2 separate regions of the Ovis aries genome follow, and region 1 is linked to region 2. The links are chromatin contacts, called in public Hi-C maps. All regions are on one chromosome and are shown on one strand. The core of a region is the stretch at or near the end of the contact, and the rest is flanking DNA. Distances in the headings are between cores, read along the strand shown.

Region 1 (2,700 bases), core at 68-2,567, 46 kb after region 2:
CATTCCTATAAACCTGCGGTGGGAAGGAATAATGGCTGGGGTGGCGTTAGGCAGGACTGGTGGAGCCTTGAAGGCCCAGGGCGGGTTTCACAGCAGAAGAGTGGCTGACCCAGTCATCTCACTTAGAAATGAGATCTTAGACCCTACGGCCCCACAGGGCCCCTGGGCCATCATGGAGGCAGGCATAATGGGGGAAGGGACAGAACAGGAGGGAGGTCACAGAGGCCTATCCTTGAGGTGGAGACAATCTGGGTTCAAGGGACAGTGGCTGGGTGGACTGGGTGAGGCCGCCCGGAGAGGTCAGGAAGGAGAAGTTCAGTCCTGGAGAAGGTGGACGGGGAGGAATCCATTTAGCCTCCGGCAACAGCAGAGTGAATGGGCCTATTTGGGGAGTGGGGCTGATCACTGGTTGGTACCTCAGGTGGTTTTGCTTTCTTTCTGCTTCTCTGTGCTTCCCCTTTTTCTGCACTGAGCAACTAGTAAAGAAGGGAGTGGGCTATCTCTGGGAGCCCCAGGCTGGGAACCAGGTGGCCCTGTCTCACCGGAGGGACACGCCCAGGGCAGCCCGTGAGAGCAAACGAGCCCCCCTGGGGAGCTTCTGGGTCTGGTGGGAGAGGCTTGAACACCTGCAGGGGCCTTTGGCAACTCAGCCTCTGGTGTCTCCCTCTACCCCGAGGGATAATGACTCTATAGCAGAGGCAGTGGGTGGGGTGGACGCGCCTAGGTTCCCCCTCCCCCAACACACACACACACACATACCCTTAGGCTCCCGGGTGTGTCTGTGTCAGCAACATTGTGCACCCGGGCGTGGGCCGCCAGCTCAGCAAAGTCGCCGTAGGACTGGCCTGGGCACCCGGCAGAGGCAGGCTGGGTTCTGCTCCTCACCGCCCACTTCCCCAGTCTGGCCCCGTTGCTCCAATTAGTAGGGCAGCCCAGTGAGCTGAGAAAGGTTCATGCTGAGCAGGAAAAGGCCAGGACTCGCCCGCCTCCCCGTATCCATGAAGCTACGGGAGGGCAAGCCTTGGGCACTTGATAGTCTGCATTCTGCGTGAGCAACCAGCTCACTGGGTTCCCCGACCTGGGCCTCAGTTTCCCCTTCGACCAGTGAGCCAATGTATACATTCATTTTCTCTTCCTGGCATCCAGCGAGTGTCAGACCTGCAATAAGCATCGAAGAGACAATAAACTCGGATCCTAGGCCTTGGAAAGCGTCCCCCTGAGCCCTGTGTGGCAGCAAAGCGGGTGGGGTGCGGTGCGAGGCCGGCTTCCCTCTGCGTCCGCAGGCGACGGACGCCCAGAAGAGGGCGGCAGAGAGCGGGATCCCAGCGCAAGGGAGCCGTGACCTCGTCAGTCCACGAAGGCGGAGGCCTGGGGATTTTCAGCCTCACTGCTGTCAGGAAAAAGTTTCACAAGGGCCTCTGGCGCAGCGGCATTCTCTTGGATCTCGGCCCTGGGGCGGCCCACCTCTCATCACTCTCCTACCCGCGGAGGGGCAGAGCAGCCTTGGGGCTGGGGCGGGGCGGTGCAGGGGCAAGGGCGAGGTGGGGATGCCCCAGCCGTGATCAGCTTGCGGAAGGAGGCCACAAGGGCAGAGGAAGGGGGGGTGGGGCGGGGGTGGGGATGGGGGCGGGGAGGCTGCCGGGACAGTCTGTGGGGAAGGGTCACAGGGTCGGGTAGGGGGCTGGTCCTAGAAGCAGCTCACACCCAGCACTTTCTTTGTCTGTGAACCAATCCAGAAAACTAGGTTTTCTGAAGATCACGCTGATGCTGTGATGGGGAGGGACTTAACCCACACACACTCAGCATACACTCCTGTTCTCCCATCAGCATGCTCTCAACACACTAACATGCATTTCCACCCACATCACACCCAACTGATACACACATAGACATTCATATCGCACCAACACACACATTCATGATCACACGCACGTTCACACAAACACCCTTGCACACACGAATCCACATCCAGTTTCACCCAACTTTCTTCATACTCACACTTGTGTACACGCATAATTCACATACATTCATACTCTCAAGCACATACAAGCACACACCCATTTTTTTCACCCACCTCTCACAAGCACTCACACACACAACTTGTACACATATACACTCACACACACTCACACATTCACACACCGGAGGGCCTTTCCCAAGAAAAGCCAGTGGAGTCAGGGGGCTGTCTGCCAGCTCTGGTCCCTCATGTTGGGTTCCAGGGTTAATCCCAGCTCTCAGAATACTGTGAGCCATTGCCTCCCACCCACTTTCAAAAGGGATTTGAGATGATTTAGAAGGTTAAATCCTAAATAAAACAGGATAATGAAAAAGAAACACAAGAGGGTAGAAGCATTAAAAGTGTAACACTTGTTTCTCCAGACCTGGGCCTTCTAACCTTGTAAGGACCCAGTGATCTGTGATTTCAGAGCCCCAGGGCCAGCCTCATGATCTCCTGACCATCCCTCTGCACTCGCCTTCCCATCCACTGCCAGTCAGCCTCTTGAGCTGAACCCTTGACCTTGGCCTCTCTCTCCCACCAGCTGAGTTCCCAGCCACTGAAAAGCAAAATTCCTCTCCTCATCGTCCTAGAGTCTCAATTCTCAAGCTCCATTCATTTGACCTGTGGTCTTGACCTTTTCCACCACCACCTCTCAAAAAGGCCCTCATTCAAACAAAACACCCAGTAACACATCCTGATAT
Region 2 (2,700 bases), core at 151-2,650:
ACGCAGGGTGCAAGGCGCTCCTGAATGTCACAAGATTAATCTGTCCGGGGCAGGTTTCCACAGCATAACTGAGAAGCTGGCTGAGGCTCGAGCTCATGAGAGATACCACCATATTTGGTCAAATACTAGACAGGGCTCTATTCTATCACTGGAAACTCCAGAGGGAGGGGGACTCTGAAAATACCTCCTCAAGCAACAAAGGCCCCCAGTCCCACCCCAGGCTGCCCCAGCCCCAACACCACTGTCCTTTGGACGTGTGAAACAGCCAGCATGAGGAGGCAAAGGATGAGGGCAAGCTGGTTGTAACCTGTGCAGCCTTCTTGCTGCCCTTCTGATGTTGCTGCTGGTAGGGTCCCACAGACATGCAGCCGGGGGCCCCCTCCCTGCATCCACAGAAAGGGAGAAATTAAAAGATGGGGATTGGGCTACAAGGGGGCTCCTCAGTTTCTCAGGACCCCTGAAACCACCACACTCTTCTTCCCTGCCAGCAACACACACTGCGGGCTTCCATCTCCCAAAGACAGGGCTTGGCTGCCTCAGCTTCCAACTTCACAGATTCCAGGGTCCTGGCCCCAGAGTTCTAATGAGGCAGTCCCAGAAATCTGCACCTTACCCAGGCCCCAGTCAGGGAACTACAGGGCTCCTCACCCATCACCTGCCCCATCACCATTCTACCACAGGAAGACCAAGGCCCAGGGAGGGACAGGCCTTACCCAAACTCACACAGCATGTTGGTGCAAAGCTGAGTAAGGCTGGTTCAAGCACAATTTATTCTCCTAATTCTTAAGCAGGGGGCCTGGATTCAGTCCCTGGTCAGGGAACTAGATCCCACATGCTACAACTAAGGGTTCGCGTGCTACAACTGAAGATCCCATGTGCCACAACCAAGACCTAATACAGGCAAATAAATAAATTCAAGTATTTTTTTAAAAGACAGAGAACCTAGAAGCCAGGCCAGTCCTTCTGGTGGCCCCAGAGAGAGGAGGGGGATCTGTGGATACTTAAGCAGGTACAGTGAGGAGTCAAGGATGGACCCAGTCACCATCATTGGGTTTCCCATTCCTGGGCCAGTTCAAGCCAGGAAGCAGGCCCGTTCTTCCAACTTTGGTTTCTAGAAACCACTGAGAGGTCATCAGACCTGAAGGGTATCCTGAGGATGAACCCTGCCTGACCACTGAGGGACCTTCCCCTGCAGGTCAGAGCCAGGCCTGAAGGAGGCATGATAACAGAGACCCCACAGAGACCCCTTAGGTCTTTTCTCACAGTCAGTGATCAATACAGGGGAATGAGGGAAGGGCTACATGGGCTGGAGAGCAAGGGGCAGGAAATGGTTGTGCTCAGAGCTACCAGGTCCCTCAGAGGCCGCCCAGCTAGAAGCAGTTCTGTACTCACCGCCAGGTGGCACCACCAGAAAGCCAGATGTCCCAGAGGAGCAGGCAAACCCTGGCAGAACTTTGACGCCAGCCACTTCTTTTCCCTGGATGAAAACAAGGGAACCAGGTAAGTAAAAGACTTGTGCCTACCCATGGCCGCCGGAGCAACCCTAGCGTTGATGAGGACCAGTGCCCGGGACACCTTCCAGATCAGAGTAGGAACTGTATGACACACAACCAGCCAGGAGTGAGGGGGCAGGGGCTGGGTGGTAGCTTCTGTCTGCTGTGTGAGTGACTGCCTTTACTTGGAGCACCTACCATGTGTTAGGCCCTAGGCCTCTGGCACTAGGACAACGTAATCTTCAGGAAAACAATAAGTAATAATAGCTGCTGCTTAATTCTACTTACTCAGACTACCTGCATGCATGCATGCTCAGCTGCTCAGTCTCGTCCAACTCCTGCAACCCCATGGACAGTAGCCCATCAGGCTCCTCAGTCCATGGGATTTCCCAGGCAAGAATACTGGAGTGGGTTGCCATTTCTTCCTCCACTTAGACCACCTAGTACAGTGAGAAGTCTCATGTGCATTGTTATTTGTGGTTGTTTGTTTTAAAAAATCTTTTGGCCACACTGCTCAACATATGGGATCTTAGTCTGCCGACCAGGGATTGAACCTGCACCTTCTGCATTGGAAGCATGGAGTCTTAACCCCTGGACTGCCAGGGAAGTACCACATGCACTGCTTCATTAAATCCTCCCAACCACCCTGTGGTGAGGTCTTAATTTTATCCCGAATCTACAGATGGGGAAACTGAGGCTCAGAGAGCCCAAAGTCACAGAGGATTCAAAGCAAATTTGATTCTGAGAGGGATATCACAGTCAGCAAGGAGGCAGGAATGTCCAACTGGTCAGCTGGTCACTGAGGAGGGTCTATGCTTGCCTCAGCCACACCTTGACATCGTCAAACCAGATCCTGCATGTTGGGGCAGTCACTGAACCCAAGCCCAAACAGAGTCCTCATAGAGATGTAAGAGTTCCCAGGCTGTGGGTCTGGCACCCAGCAATATTCCTGGCTCATAGTAGGCATTCACTAAATACCTGATGCATTCAATCCAAACAGCTATATATATGTGACACATGGTGGTAATGCTGGGGTGGAGCATGGGAGGCCAGAGCAGCAGGGAACCAGAGAAGGAGATGCAGCCCAGGAGGTCAGAGTTCAGACTCCAGAGGTTGACAGACCTGAGTTTTAATCCTGCCTCTGCCACTTCAGAGCTGTGTAATCTCAGGAAAGTTACTTGACATCTCTGAACTTAGTTTCTCATGC

What was found. A called contact is a pair of places that touch in the nucleus more often than the background predicts.
Region 1: a Hi-C map of mixed tissues shows a contact between it and region 2, with 2.5 times the contacts expected there. The contact joins two enhancer-like sites. A contact is called at or near these places in 8 of 16 Hi-C or Micro-C datasets (blood, liver, mixed tissues and 4 more).

The regions. Positions count from the first base shown.
Region 1 is chr5:58,601,609-58,604,308 of ARS-UI_Ramb_v3.0, forward strand. No RefSeq gene overlaps it. Among named protein-coding and RNA genes, the nearest start is that of MIR143, 14 kb to the left of the region's middle. Within about 2 kb of position 1,318, at least 31 of the 54 cell types and tissues checked have an H3K27ac peak or open chromatin away from gene starts, as enhancers often do.
Region 2 is chr5:58,555,846-58,558,545 of ARS-UI_Ramb_v3.0, forward strand. It overlaps IL17B (interleukin 17B), which reads right to left. Exons shown (of 6, transcript XM_042250654.2): 4 at 1,393-1,477. Among named protein-coding and RNA genes, the nearest start is that of IL17B, 19 kb to the right of the region's middle. Within about 2 kb of position 1,401, at least 4 of the 54 cell types and tissues checked have an H3K27ac peak or open chromatin away from gene starts, as enhancers often do.